2 separate regions of the Sus scrofa genome follow, and region 1 is linked to region 2. A link is a contact called in public HiChIP or PLAC-seq data. All regions are on one chromosome and are shown on one strand. Each heading gives the region's core, a stretch centred on a gene start, on an enhancer-like site or on the middle of the called end of the contact. The rest is flanking DNA. Distances are from core to core; before and after follow the strand shown. Region 1 holds the start of IRF2BP2 (interferon regulatory factor 2-binding protein 2). Region 2 overlaps LOC106505999 (a long non-coding RNA gene).

Region 1 (7,644 bases), core at 1,231-3,730, 140 kb before region 2:
GGTAATCATTGGGTTTTTCTCAAACCGGAAAGTCAAGAGTCTCTCTCTTTTTTCACTTTCACATCTCCAGCAAGGATGGTTGCAATTTCCCCTTGCATGAAGGCCCAGGGGACATTGGAGCCCACAAGAGGGCATTTTTCCCCACTGGGACAATAGACCTCTCCACTAGCTCCCTGCTGTTTGATGCTTTGTCTGGAGCAAGGGAAGCAGAACTTGTGCGAAGGAACGGACGGGCACTGCACAAAGTGGGTGTCCTCCAGCCGCTCGTGGCAGAGGGTGCAGCACAGCGGGGCACTGGCTGCCAGAGAGGAGTCCGGGAGGCTGGCGGGGTGCACTGGCTCCAGTCCTCCTGTGCTGCCTGCCCCCTGGCCCCCTACCTCTCTGGGGCCCAGCCTTCTTTGGTTCATAGAGGACGGAGACGGTGGACTGCTGCTGTTCCTCCTCGTGGTGGAGTGCACCTGATTGGCATCTTTAGAGGCATGACTGCCTCCAGCATTGTCTGCAACTAAGATCAGGGCTGCCATGGGGGACTGGCCGTTCTGGGCCGCTTCAGGCGGTGTGGTCCGGTTGGAATGAGGTGAGGCAGTGGGTGGTGGTGGAGACACAAAAGAGGATGTAGGCGTAATGGGGATCTTGAGCCCTTCAGTGGATGTGGACAGCCAGGGCTGTGCCTCTCCATTGATCTTAGGGGGCCCGACTTCACCTTCTGGTTCTGGTGAAGGCTTCCTTTTCCTTGCAGTTCTTGCAACTGGAAAAAGAGAAATAAAAGGGAAAAGAGAAAATAAATAAAGGTGCACCGGAAAGGCCTTTTACTAACATGAAACAAAATTCGCTAAAGCATTTTTATTCTCTGAAAGCTGGTAGATAAAAACTCACGTGAGCTTTCAAGAGCACGTGTAACTTAAAACACTTAACTTACAGGGCTGAGGCAGTATGCCACTCAAAAACACAAAAGCCACAGAAAACGATTCCTACACAACGGCCTATTCTGACACACGCAAGCATGTAGCCCGGCTAAACCGGGCATACGACTGCTAACGTCCCCCAGCAGGTTAAAAGGTGACTGGTGCTCTCCTGCTCTCCTCCAAGAATGTGCTGGGAAAGGAAAACCCGGTGTCAGTGCCTATCAGCCCGGTCTGACTCATCTCTGTTGTGCTACTTCAGCACAGGAACACGTTGCCACTAAGCACTGGTTCCGCCTCGGGCAAATCAGGAAGTTGGGTGTTTGTTGTTTCTGGGCCGGCCGGGGGAGAAATGGTGAATGGGAAGGGCACCCCCTCCTCTGCTCTCCGTCCCCTCTTCGCCCCGAGATCACCTCACTCCACAGCCGCCCCTACCTGCTTTAGACCCGTTGGCCCCGTTGGCCTCGAAACCCAACAACCTGCCTGCAGTCAGGGCCGGCTCCTTCTTAAACTTGCTCTCGAAGGGCCCCGAGTGGCCGTGCTGGTGCAGCGCCAGCAGCGTGTCTCGAACCGTCTTGGGCCTGTTGACCCAGTCCTGATCGCCGGGCCCGCGGCCCTTGCCCGCGCCCTCCGTGCCCAGCTCGGCCGCCCCGGCCGCGGTGGTCAAGCTGTCTGCCGGGCCGCGGTGCGAGGTCGGCGGCGGCTGCTTCTCCTTGGCTGCCGCCTCGCGCTGCTCGTGCTCCGCCGACGCGCTGCTCGTCACGGACGCCGGCCGCTTGTGGGCGCCCAGTTCGGCCGGCTGCGCCGAGCCCAGCCCGGCAGCCGCGGCCCCGGACACGGCGGCCAGTGAGGCGGCGGCGCGACCGCCCAGGCCAAGAGCGGCGGGCAGCGGCGTGGTCGAGCCGTTCATGAGCGGCACCAGGGTGGGAGGCACGGCGTGGCCGCGCCGCGGGTTAGGGCTCTGGCGGTTCAGCTCCGGCGGCTCCTCCAGCTTGGAGAAGCCGTTGGGCACCAGGATGCCGTTCACGGGCGGCGGCTGCGGCGTTGGCGGCTGGGCCAGACCGGCCGCCGGGCGGCTACCGCTGAAATCGGAGCCGAGGCGCGGGGGCCGCTCGGCTGCGGCGGCTGCCAGAGGGTAGCGCTCCAGGGCCTGCGGGGCGCGCGCGGTGGCCTCGGGGCCGCCGTGGCCGAGCTGCTGCTGCTGCTGCAGGAGAAGGTCCTTGGCGGAGAGCGGCGGCGGCTTAGCGGCGGCCGGAGCCGCGGCGCCGGGCGGGGAGCGGCCCTCCGGGAAGCAGCCGTGCGCCCGCTTGAGCTGCCGCGCCGTCTCGATGACGAACTCGACGCGGTCGGCGCCCTCGTAGTTGACGCAGCCGCGGCACACGGGCTCCGTGAAGTCCCAGATCATGGCCCAGGGCATGCGGGGCAGGTCACACAGGTAGCACGACTGCCGCCGGGACGCGGCCGCCACCGCCACCGCCGCGGCCATGTCCGAGGAGCCCGCGGCGCCGGAGGAGGAGGAGGGGGCGCCGCCGCTCCCCGCCGGCACCACGCGCGCCCTCCTCCCCCCCCAACCCCGCGTCTCCCCCACCAGCGGCGGCGGCGGCCGCAAAGGCGGCGGCGGCGGCAAAGCCCGCGAAGGATCGGCGCCCGCGCAGCGCCCCCGGTGCACGAGGGGCGGCGGGCGCGGGGCGAGGGGTTGCAGCCGCGGCAGCACGTCCCCCCGGCCGGCGCGGGCGCGGGTGGGCGGCGGGGCGGCGCGGCGCGGCGGGCGCGGCGGCGGCGGCGGCGGCGGGGGCTCGGCCGGGGCCGCGGCGGGCCTCCAGACCGGGGCGAAGACGGGCCGCGCGGGCGCGGGGGAGCGCAGCAGGTCGCGGCGGCGGCCGGCGCGGAGTGCGGGGCGGGGGGCGGGGAGGCCGGGGGGGCGGGGGGCGGGGGGCGGCCGCCGGGGCAGGCTCAGCCCGAGCGGCGGGGCATGCCGCGCCGGGGCGGCGGCGGCGGCGGCCGTGCGGCGTGGAGCTCGGGCGCGGCACGGGCCCGGGTCGCTCCGCTGCTCTCTCACAGCTCCTGGCGTCGCCGCTCTCCAGCGCCCGCCTCAGCGCCCAGCCCGCCTCAGCTCCGCCGCCGCCGTCGCTGCTGCTGCTGCCGCCGCGGCCGCTCCACTTCTACAGACTTGATTCTTCGACAGCCTCGCAAGGCGCCTGCGCGGGCCCCCTCCCCTCGCGCGCGCGCGCCCGCCCTCCCCCGCTCCCTCCCCCTCCCCCCGCCAGAGAACGAGCGCTGCCGGGAGAGCCGGCTCCGCGGCGCCCGCCCGCGGGTCAGCACCACCCGCCTGCGCCGCGGCTCGTGTCCCCGACGTGAAGCCGTCGCTGGTGTGGCTTGCTTTCCTCCACCCGCTCGGCTCCCTCGACTGCTCAGGCAGTTCCTTCTCGTCTAGGGCTGTTTGAGCCAAACCGTGCTAGAACTCATGTTTTGAAAAGCCAGGCCACTCTGTAACCTGGTTCTGTTAGTAGCATCTTGAGGATGGGGATTTTCAGTCAAGTGCTGTTCACAGTTTTGTAAGGAGCTTTATTTGAACTCCTCGGTGAGTGCTTTTACACCCGCATGTCTTGGGAAGGACACACGCGCCGCCGGTCCCCTAAACTTTTACAACAGGAGGGTGCGCGCCCAAGCCTAGGGCCGCGTCCACCCGCCCTTCTACGGAGCCCTTCCGGGAGCGAGCGGGTACGCTGCCCGAGGAGGTTCCGATCCCCCTCTTCCCCAGTCCGCAGCCCGCCGGGCCACGCGGGGATCCCGGTCGCCTGCTGCAGGCCCGCGCGGCGGGCGCGTGACGTGGGCGCGGGGCCGCGTGCGCCGCCACCGAGTGCGCACGCTCCGCGCGGACGTGACTCGGCGCCGCTGGCACTGGCGGCCCCATTGAACGAATGCACATTCCAGGGATCCGGGGTCAGCGGCCAACGCGGCCGCGTCACCGCGCAGGCTCCGCCCCCGCCGCGACTCTGCTCCAGACCCCGCCTCTCGGAGCCAAACTTGGACTCCAGGTGGCGCGCGGCGCGGGCACGAGCGGCAGCGGGGCTTGGCCCGCGCCCGCCGTGGGGGCGAGCGACCGGCTACCCCGCTGGCTGCTCTGGCGTCCCCGGCGCCGCGGTGGGGCAGTGGCAGCCTTGCGCCCCTGGCAAGGCCCGGGTTGGGCTTAACCCCGGTGGGTGCGAACCCGCCTGGCGCGAAGGCGAGATGTGGCCGCAGAGCCTGGCCGCGCTCTGCCACTGTAGGCCGCCACAGACTCTGCCCAGACTGAAATGAGCACTTGAGTTTCACACTTTTATCGGGAGGAGGAGCTGGCGTGTGTTATGGTAAATTACTTTTGGCTGGTCGTTAGTCTTAACTGACTAATAGACGCTGGCTTAGTCACTCGCAGTTGGGACTTTTACACTTCAAGTCTGTAAGGGCGGCCTTGGGAGCTTCCTTTGTTGGAAAACAGGCCCACATCTCTCCCTGATACTGGAATGAGCTGGTTAAGTGTGGGAAGAACAGGGTACTAATTATATTATCTTCCCTACAACTGGATTGGTAGGTGGAGAGAGAAGAAAAATCCTGCTGACGTTTCTTTTCTAGTTGTTGCTATTGAAAATGCCAGGTTGCTTCAAAGGATTAACCACAAGGAAGAGGAAAAACACCCTTAGAGAAACAGTGGAGGGAGCTGCTTAAAGCACAAGAAAAAACCTGTCTGAAAATGGCACAGAAAACGTAATGCCAGACTTAAATGTTTTTATAGGCGAACCCTGAATGTCTTCTCTTGGGGATTTCCAGAGAGGGTGCGCCTGCCATAAAGGTCTCCCCATCTGTTCCCGGATCTTGCCCTGCAATTATAGTCCTGCCTCACCCTCTCCTGCTTGGAAAAATAGGACCCTGATTTTTTTTCTCCCAAGCAGCTGGTGCCAGCGGATTGGGTCATTCCTGGTCCCTGGTGTCCCACACCTCTTTCAAGACCTGCCACTCTCCTGGGAGACCCTGTGCCACTCATTCTAGCACGTGACTTGATCCCACTAGGCCACTGCCATAGGGGATGAGGCCCAGTCTCTGTGCTGCAGAGAGATGAGCCATCTCACCCCTAAGAAATGGCCCCACTAGGAGTGACTGAAAGATTAAAAGAAAACAACTTGGGGTTAGAGTCATGGCCTAATTATACTCATGTACCTGCCAGGGCACTGTAATATCCTCATGGGCAGGCCTGTGGCTCCATCCCAAAATAGAAATACCGAGATCCAAATTCTGCCCTGAGAGGTATTCAGTGAGGATTTTTGTAGAACAGAGCTTTTCTTCTCCAGATGGAGAGTGTTTCCTTTTTATTTTACACTGCCAGTTTAATGTTGAAACTGAGTTGTTGTAACTTCCCTTAATGAAATGCCCGCTGGAAAATGGAAAGCCTATTTTAGTTCTGGTTTCTCTTGCCATAAAAGGATCCAGGATCAAGAGGGTTAAGGCTGGCCCTGGATCCAGGGCAGCAATTCCTTATATTGTATCTGAAGTCTTTCATGCTGCCTGGCCTTTCATGTAGCTCTGAAGCAGCTTTATCGATGTATGCTAAGTAAACATAGCTTTGTTTTCGTCTTCCACCCACCGCCCTCCCTCCCGGCACAGACTGGAGCTGGATCCCTTCCAAAGCGGCTGCTGCAGCAGTTAGAGCCGCCTCCTCCACACACAGGAGCAGGGTTTCTAGGGTGAGGCAATGCGTCTGCAATTCGCAGAGACAAGGCAGGAATTGTAATTGTAGTTCATCATGTGATGACTTATGAAAGAGGAAGTTGGTATGTTTTAGTCACGTAGACTCTGCCCTTCTGCTTAAAAGGCTCTCCCGGTCCTCTCAAAAGAGAATTATGATCATCTTGGCCACTTGGAGTCAAGGTTACAGGGTTGGCTGCAGTCTGCTCCTACACAACCGCATGTGGACAGGCAGGCGGATGCTGGCTAAAGTGTTGGTGGGGCAGTGGGTTGAGGCTGGCTTTTAACCAGAACGCTCAAATGCTGCAGTTTGTCTTAAGAACCAAAAGAGATATCCTATGGGGAAGCAACAATCTTTTCCAGCTCTAATTGCTGAGATTAAAAAAAGAAAAGAAAAGTAAATCCCAGTGCAGGAGCAAAAGGAAAGCCATTCAATGTGACACTGTCAAAAGCTGGAGTAAGAGAAGTGATTGGAAGGTGAACCAAAGGGAGCAGTTCTAAACAGTAGCTCAATGGGTAGAACAATTCTGCCCCCGACACTGAGATTTACATGAGTCTCTGCTGTGTGAGCCTTAAACATCTAAAATCTGAATCTGGTCCCTGGAGCTCATTCCAGAGGAGATGCTTGTTAACACGCCACAGCCCTGTCCTGGCAGTCCCTAGAGCAGTGTAAGGAAATGGTTCCTGCCAGAGGATCCTGTTGGAACCCCACCTGCAGCTGAGGGAGGGCTGCAACCCCATGCCCCCAGCAACGTGTGGGTGCCCTCTAGGAGGTGGTGTTCCTGGGGACTGCTGAGTTCATGCATGTCACCCTATAGCCCCACTTGGAATCGCAGCCTTCATTCTTTAGAGCGCATTTTCTATTAATAGCATGATGTTGCAGCCATACTACTGCTTCTTAAATTCTGACCCTGGCATATTTGAAGGAGAAAAAACTACAGCCACATGTCATCTGAATTTCTGTGGCTACCATCCTGGGCTCCTTGTACTTGGGCAGAAGTATCATGAGACTAGACAAGCATGTATGATATTCAGGGCTTTCCACTTTGAAAAGTTATAAATATATATTTGAACATATTTATTTATGTGAATATATCTCCACGTACTATGGAGAGTCGTGACATAAAGGAAGCTTCTGTAATAGATGTCAGAGCCTCTCTTTTGTTATAGTATTTTACGAGACAGTTCTACTGTTTTCCAAAATGCAGATATGCTATTTTAGAAATACTTTCCCTCTCTTTGACCTCTCCCTGTGACCTGCCTCCCCTGTGCACAGAAAACATTAGGATATTAAAGAGATTTTTGCCCGTGGAGGAGATAAACTCTCTGTGGAGGGTCTAAGAATCAGGCCAAGTAAATCACAGGGGCTCTTAATCATGCACGTATTCTACACGGAAGCTGCTAGTTACCGGCCTACGTGTAAACATGTGCAGGTCCCCCTTTAGAGTAAATTTTGGGGTCTTGATGTAGGTTAGCGCCTGACTATGTCAGATGTAAAGAGCTAAGTGAAAGTTACAGACAAAGGAGAGATTGAGGTCACACACTCACTCAGTCTGCAAGGAAATTTGTAGGAGCACTGGAAGGAATTCAACAGCCATTTGATGCCAGAACCCTCTTATTGACTTTTTGGAAAGAGCATGATGAAGTGTACTTTTCTGGAATAATACCTGGATGCAAGTTTCACTTATGTTTAAGACACTCGCCAAAATCCTTTAAAAGATATCAGTAGGAAAATGCTGACAAAAGAGCAAACTAACCTCATGGATAATGTTTGAAAATAATAAAATGGTAACTTTTCTTTCTTTCTACTTAAGAAGGCAACTTTCCTATATATGCACTCAGTAGTAAGGGAACTGAAAAAATAGAAGAGGTTACAATTCTAAAAAGGATGTGATAGCTTTGTGTTTATTATATCTTTCATATGGACCATCAAAGAGTTATTTCGAGCATCCCATTTGATTCTTGTCAAACTTTTTTCAGAAACTAAACACCTGAGACGGTGAAAGATTAAGTGATTTGCCTG
Region 2 (7,584 bases), core at 778-3,277:
GGTTGGCAAAGGCAGGCCTCCAGCATCCAGGCGTGGCCCACAGGCCTGGTGTGGGTCGTCTTCCCACTCTGTTGGCTCTGCTTGTGCATCCTGAGCACCTGCGGGGAGAACACAGCCCCACCGGGCTCTGATCCCAATCAGAACCCGCTCCCTCCTGTGACTTGCAGAGCCCATGTCCATTTAGAACACAGGGGCCTCTGGGAGGGTGCCGGATTTAGCAAATAAGAACAAAGGACACCCAGTTAAATGTGATCCTCGGATACACAGAGCATAACTTGAGTGTAAAATGTCCTACATATTGCATGGGCCGTACTTTTAAAGAAAATAACGTGTAGGACATATTGGCATTCCAAGAGTGATTTTTTTTTTTTTTTTGGTGGATCTGAAATTCACATCTAACTCCATGTCCCGTATTTTATCTGGCAGCTCTTCTGAGGTCCCCAGAGAGTCCCAGACCACAAACCCCAAAGTCCACTCTCCCCACGAGTGGGTTGTGTGGAATGTGTCCCATTCGGGAGAGATCAGCAAAACCAGGGGGGAGTGAGGGAAGACCGCCCTTGTGTCACAGGATAAAGAAGAGAGCGTTCTCAAATCTAAAGGCCTCCGCCGTATAGCCCTGGGAACTCTATCTAGTCACTTATGATGGAGCATGATAATGTGAGAAAAAGAATGTATACATGTATGTGTGATGGGGTCACCTTGCTGTGCAGTAGAAAACTGACAGAACGCTGTAAACCAGCTATGATGGAAAAAATAAGAATCCTTAAACATCCTAAAGGCCTCCACATCATATGTACCTAGGCTTGTTTGAGCCACCAAGGGAAAAAGGACAGAGATGAGTCTTGAGGACAAGCCTGGTCTTCGAAGAGGCCAGTGACTTGACCAAAGAAGAAGGAAGGATGCTGGCCAACTTTGGGAACCCAAGTCTTGGGCCAGTCGTCCCCAGCCCTTTGGTACCTCCGCTTTGAGGGTCCGCGTGGACGCCTGCGCTCTCCGTAAGCCCCGCTTGCCTCACATGGCTCATAGCCCTCCTCCTCACTTAGCTCCCCGTTAACTTTGAGAATGGTTTCCAAAGAGAACTCACAGACATCACAAGCAGAAAAGTCCGAATCTCTGCACTGGAGACTAGAAAGTTCTAGAAGATCAGCGGAGGAGAGTGGGCTCAGTCTCCACCCTCCCAGGTCCTCTTCTGGAGGAAGTAAGCAGCATCTGGAAGAAGGGAAATGACCAGAAAACCAGGCAGATAGGAGGGGTCAGCACAGAACAGAGCAGCCCCCAGGCGACCCTCAGGCCCGAGGGCCGGGCAGGAGGAAGAAGGTTCTCAGGAGGAAGAGCTGCTGATGTTTCTAATCGGTCGCCAGGACTCTGAGGCTCCCTATCGGGCTTCCCCTTATGGAAGTGATCACTAAGAGCGTGCTGGGCCTCGGGGTCCAGAAACCAGGCCTGACATTTTAAACCCTCCCCTTTAGGGTATTTCGGGCTTCCCCTTTTGTTCTCCTCTCCGATGTCCCACTTCAGGAGCCGAGGTCTAGGATTGCACGTGGTCGACAGGGAAGTGCAGCAGCGGGGGCTTTTCTGAGTGGTCCCCCACCGCACAGCTCCGGTTTCCTCTGGACATCAATTATGGGCTTTTACATAAGACGGCTAATGCGTTTTCAAAGCAGGCACATGTTTTGACAGTTTGGCTTTAGTTGAAATATAATTAAACTTTTCAAAAACAAGGGCTTTGAAACTCAATCTCCACACTGTTTACACGTGGGTTGTTTTTTCTCTCTCTCTTTTTTTTTTTTTTTTTTTTTTTCTTTTTTTCCTTTTTTCTTTCTTCCCCTGAAGAGTTGGGTTTTGACTTGCTGCAGTACAATGAAATCGTCCTTCACTTTCTGCACTCAAAACAAACCCCGGTCTCGGGCATTCAGCTTTTCTAGCGCTGCATAGCTGAGAGTGGAAAAAATAACATCTGAAACAGGATGGGCTTTTGATGCTGCGTCCTTATGACAGACACATTTGAAAACCACCGCTGGTGAGTCACGAGCATTCTATGCATACCCTCTCTGAGGAGCAGGAAGTGTGGGTATTTTAAACCCTGAGGCGGGGAGGAGTGTTCAGATGCATCTTCAGGCCCTTGGCCTGCAGTAGCCTGGCCAAGTGTAGCCCAGCCTTCTGCCAGCGTCTCTTTGTTCTTTTTGCCCTGGTTTTGCTTTTCTGCTAGCAAGCCAAGTCTGAGGAGCAGAGAGCTAGCGATTTCACAAAACCAACCAAAATTAAAAAAAAAAAAAAAAAAGCAGCCACAACCATCAGGGCCCGGTGGTGGGTAGGGGTGGTGGGGGCAGGCAGATGGGGCCCTGAGATGTCCTCAGGCGACTTGCTGGGGACCCAGCCCTGCGGCTCCGTGGACAACAAAGAAATAAAGAAGTACGCTCCCTGCCAGCACGACTTCTAACCCAAGTCTTTAGCTGCGGGCAGTGTTCTGACTCCTTTACTCCAAAGGCCAAAAGAACAAGGAAGAGGGAAAAATAAAGACACGGAATTGAACTGAAATGACTTTGGGTGAAAGATTTTTTTAGGAAAGAAGGACTTGGTGGAAATGAGCCAAGGGCTGCCATGAAAGAAGTTATAAATCCTAACCTTGTTTGGTAACGGAGCCCCAGAAAGGGGCACTCAGAGCTTTTGAGGATGGGGGGTGGTGGGAGGGAGTAGCCAAAGCGGGAGACTTCCGCTTCCTCTGAGAGGGAAGTCTTTTCCAGAACAGCAGCCTCTGAGACCGCTGGCGGGTGATAGGCAGTAGATTCCTGCAAGAATCCATTTTGCTCTGATGTTTTTGTTGTTCTTGACAGTTTTCTTAAAGAGGTGGAGTCATTCGGGAAGTGCAAGCCCAGCCTTTGGCCTCTTTAGTCCACAAAAGCATCCCAACCATGACATAGTATTTCTCTTGTCACAGAGGCCAGCCGCCTCCTGATCCTAAGGGAACCTCAGGATTTTGCCAGTGGAAGAAGATCCCCAAGTTGTAACAAGCAGCTCCAGAAGAGGTCAGACTGCTGGGAGCATCACGGAATCTTGGGGGTGGGGGTGGTTTATCAGGACGTGCATGCTCAGAATGGCAGCCTGAGAGGACTGGGAGTGTGTGCGTGTGTGTGTGGGGTGTCCAGGCCAAGCGCAGGCAATTTGAAGCATCTGGGATCTGTCACAGAGGCAATGCATGGGACACAAAAAGGACAAGCCCGTGGATTGTCTCCTGCCACTGCTGTAACAAATTACCAAAAACTCAGCCACTTCAACACCTTTTTTTTTTTTTTTTTTTTTTGGCTGCACTCATGGCATGCAGAAGTTCCCAGGCAGGGATGGAATCTGAGCTACAGCTGCAACCCAAGCCACAGCAGTGACAACGCCAGATCCTTAACCCTCTGAGCCACAGCAGGAACTCCCAAACAACACACTTTCATCACTTTACTACTCTGTAGGATAGATGTCTGATCAGGCCTCTCTTGGCTAAAATCCAGAGATGACAGGCTCCATCTCTCTGGGAGCCCTAGGGGAGAATCTGTGTCCTTCCCCTTCCAGCTTTTAGAGGCCACCTCTGTCCCTGGCTTTCGGCCTCCTTTCTCTTGGTACCTTTCTTCTGGTCTCTCATGTCTCCTTCGACCCTCCTCTTTTCCCCCCATCTTTCAATTTCAAGGACCCTTGCGATGATGTTGGGTCCACTTGGGAGAAGCCAGGAGGAGTCCCCTTCTTGAAGTCAGCTGATCGCAGCCTCACTCAACCTCAGCAACCCTTACCCTTCTTTGCCATGGAGCCTAGCATCTTCCCAGGTTTGGGGAGTGAGAATGGGGACATCTTTGGGGGCTGTTATTCTGGGATGGTCTGTGGGAACTTTGTGAGTCTCCCCTGGCAGGGGACCATTTCTCACTCCTAACAATGTAATTGATGGACGCACATTTACTATCTGCCTGGAGTGGTCCTGAGTACATGGTGTATATTTAACCTTCATGACAGTTCTGCGAGGAAGATGCTATTTCTCCCTCCACCCTACCAAGGAGGCAACTGTATAGTGAATGTCCATGGCATCCAGCCTCTGGCCCAGACTCCAGGGGCTCTAGATAAATACAGGGGCGTCACCTTCGGGATCCCCAGCACAAGCCAGCCTGACCTCTTGTTCCCCATAAGTCCTCCCGCAGATAGAAGGGGGGCTTCCTGTTATGGCAGAGGTCCTGCCCAGCAGGGAAGGGTGAGTTACAAAGTTCTGTTCATCTTGCTGGCCTCACACCATCCTCGTCCTGACCACGTGACGCTGAGTTTCCAGCGAAGACTATGGAAGAGCCAGAAACACCTGCACCCTTGTGTGCTTGGCTTTGGCCGTGACCATGGAAGCTGGTGACAGCCAATGCAAGGAAATCCCCCTGCTGCTGTTTGCCCCGAGTGGATAGGACCTTCAGTGGAGGAGAGGAAGCTGTCCTAAACTGGAATGTGGTAACATGGTCCCACCCTTCAGGGGACCCTGGAGTCATTTGGCCGAAGAGGGGGGTGTGTACGCTTACATGGAGAGGTTGCCCCCTCATTCATGTCCCCTCCTCAGCGTGGCCCTGTGACCCCCCTCTGCAGATGGCCCCTCTGCCCACCAACATCTGATGGATCTGCCCCAAATGACAGAAGGACAGTAGGGCTGGACACCCAGCTCCTTGACCTTTTTAGAACTTGGTCCAAGATGTAACGGCCGAGCCCCTGTTGGCAAGATGGACCCTAAACAGGAGAGAATTACAAGCCCACATGAAGGGCCCCGGGGAAGTCGGATGAGAGAACCTCCACCGCCAAGTTCCGCCGATTTCACAAGTTTGTTACCAACCCCACAAGTGTTCAGTTGCTTAAAAACGATTTAATTTTTGCAATCTCCCAGAGAGAGGGTGCCCCAAATGAAAACTGATGTTTGAAAAATAGAAGCAATGGGAGATGAAAGAAGGTTCTTCTCCAAGGAGGAAAACAAGCTGGGGGGTGGGGAGGCAGCGGGGGAAGGCATGCAGTCCAGTGTCCAAACAAAGAGAGCCCTTAGCACTAGCTCTTAAGCCATGAGCTGCTTGGGCGATGGAGGCAAGAACCCATTAAATTGCTAGCAGGGCCACCTTCTTGCAGCTCACCTGGGACTCTGTCATCAGAACTGGGGGTGGGAGTGGGGAGGGGGAGGCCCCCGTTGTGGGGGAGAAGGCAGGGAGCTTCGACCTCAGACAGGCCTGGGTTTGGGTGGGAGCTCAGTTGCTCACTTACCTCGTGGCTCTGACTCGACTGTGAAGGGAAGAAGATTGGCTGGGACTGGGCACCGTGGGGAGGCTGCGGTGAAACGGCTGTGCCGATCACAGCCAGGGCCCCTGGGACTTCCATCATGGCCCTTACGCTTCCCGTCATCTTTCACGTCAGTACTGCTGGCCTCAATCTTGTCATCAAGACAGCCTTCTTAAGGAAGAGGTCCTCTACAGGCCAGGACCCCATGACCTCATCCAGTTCTCACGAGGCCAGAGGGCAAAGGGACCGCCTGCATGAAGGTTTGGGTGCAAACACTCTGCCCAGCCCAGGAGCGGATTCAGCACCAGCATCCCCGGACACACGGCCCCAACTGAGGGCACAGCTGCGGTGTCTGTGTGACCTTGAGCCTGTCCCTCCCCTGCACCTTTCACACCACTGGACAAGCAGTGAGCAGGATGCAAGGGTTCATGTTTATCGCTGGGACCAGAGTGCCCAGAGGGGAGGTGCCCGCATCCTGGTGAGAAGGTCAGCACTGGTAGCCACGGAGAGGCCGCCATTGATGCACAGGTGCCGGGAGGTTTGTGCCAGGGCCACTCCTTTCCAACTGCTTTGCTTCTTTGAAACGCTGAGGGCACATAACCTGGCCCCACTTTTTTTTTTTTTTTAAACCTGGCTCCACATTTTGCAGCTGGGCACCAGCAGGCTGTGTTCACAGAGTCACTTTTGACATCTTCCAGTTGCCTGGCTGCCTGACATCATGCCAGTCACCCGGGCTTCCCCAGCACCAGCCCAACACCCAGGCAGTTCTGGTTGTTTTCCAAAGGGATGTCCCCACCCTGTAGGGGTGGCCACAGTCAGCTGAGCCGTGGGCTCCGGGGGGCGGGCTCGGCAGCGGTGGCTGCACATGGTTCCTAAAGGGTAGGGAAACCAGGGGGCTCCGGGTCTCTGGAGAGGAACCGAGGCACTTCCCAGGTGGAGCGCTAGGCATGCTGACTTTCCATTCAGGCAGCAGTAAGATGGCTGCAGGGAGGCACGATTTAGGCTGTGGTCAATAACACGGAGCATCACCCAATTCTTCAAGCAGTTGCAAACCATATGTGGCTGTAAGGGTCTCAGGAATCTGTTTCTGTTTACTAAGTGCTCTCCCCAGGGTGGAGGGGCAGGGGCGTGGGTTAAGATGCTACATTCACCCCCAGGTATGGGGGGTACATAAACTTGGGTGATGCCCCTCAGTTCCAGAAAAGGAAGAGAGCACGGTACACACACCCTGTAGGCCAATCAGCCTGCCTGGCCATTGAGAATCTGATGACTTCAAATATCAAACCGTTTTGTGCAGAGTGGAGACCAAGAGAAAGAGGAGCCACCTGGACAGTGGCGAGAGCAAGCATGGTACCCAGATTTGTTTTAAGAGCTTGATGTGTGTTAACTTGTCTTATCTTCATAACAACACTCCAAGGTAAGTGCTATCTTTTCTTCTTTTTTTGTTTTTTGGGCCACACGTACAGCATGCAGAAGTTCCCAGGCTAGGGTTCAAATTGGAAGTGCACCTGCCTGCTTACACCACAGCCGCAGCAACCCAGGATTTGAGTATGTCTGCGACCTACACCACAGCTCACAGCAATGCTGGATCCTTAACCCACTGAGTGAGGCCAGGGATCGAACCCCTATCCTCATGGATACTAGTCGATTCGTTTCCACTGAGCCACAGTGGGAACTTCGGTAAGTGCTATCTGACCTCTGCTTTATAATGAGGAAACTGAGGCTGGTTAGAGAACACACCCAAGGTGACACAGCTCATGAGTGATGCCGCTGGGTTGGGAACACTTAAGGTGGTCCATAGTGGGAACACTTCTGACTTCGGGGACGATGTGTGTGATCTGGACACCAATTTGGATAAATACAGGACATCTTGCAAAGCCAAGAAGGAGGAATCTAAAGATGTCAGAAGCTGCCCTTCAGCTGAGGGAAAGGGAAATGCGGATGAATGAGATGTGCCAGGTTTCGAAGCTGCTTATCTCCCAGGAATCCTCTCTCCAGGTCTGAGTGGATGCTCTGAGATCTTCTTACGCCACCAGAATGAAGCTCACAAGTGCTGCAAAGATACAGCCACCCCCGAGCACTGTCCCTAGCCCCGTTGTGCAAGGGCCTCTTCCAGTGTACTGTGGCGGTCACTTTTGTGGTCACAGTTTCCAACTGCAAACAGAAGAGGAAACCACGTCAGGAAGAAGCACATTTTACAACCCCATGTTCAAGGGCGTAGGGGACCCTGATGCAGACAGAGCCTCGGAAGGCCTGGAAGGCTAGGGTGGGGCTGTTTCCGCAAAGGATGCGGTGTGTTGTGGGTGGGGGTGGCTC

Evidence for each region. HiChIP or PLAC-seq counts read pairs in DNA pulled down with a chosen protein or histone mark.
Region 1: a contact with region 2 is called in an H3K27ac HiChIP or PLAC-seq map of alveolar macrophages, with 4 times the contacts expected there. The contact joins the promoter of IRF2BP2 here to the enhancer-like site in region 2. A contact is called at or near these places in 9 of 47 Hi-C or Micro-C datasets (alveolar macrophages, blood, brain and 4 more) and 2 of 2 datasets of contacts at active chromatin or transcription factors (alveolar macrophages and skeletal muscle).

What each region holds. Positions count from the first base shown.
Region 1 is chr14:56,540,628-56,548,271 of Sscrofa11.1, reverse strand. IRF2BP2 (interferon regulatory factor 2-binding protein 2) reads right to left here and starts at 2,480. Exons shown (of 2, transcript XM_021074288.1): 1 at 1,386-2,480; 2 at 1-748. The coding sequence starts at 2,388. The coding sequence ends at 33. It overlaps LOC110256820, which reads left to right and starts at 2,387. Exons shown (of 2, transcript XM_021073692.1): 1 at 2,387-2,792; 2 at 2,854-3,260. The coding sequence starts at 2,387. The coding sequence ends at 3,260.
Region 2 is chr14:56,397,119-56,404,702 of Sscrofa11.1, reverse strand. It overlaps LOC106505999 (a long non-coding RNA gene), which reads left to right. Exons shown (of 3, transcript XR_002338582.1): 1 at 1-2,020; 2 at 2,939-3,026; 3 at 6,566-6,795. Among named protein-coding and RNA genes, the nearest start is that of IRF2BP2, 140 kb to the left of the region's middle. Within about 2 kb of position 2,027, at least 53 of the 83 cell types and tissues checked have an H3K27ac peak or open chromatin away from gene starts, as enhancers often do. A contact at or near this core is called in alveolar macrophages, brain, embryonic fibroblasts and 3 more, where this site is marked.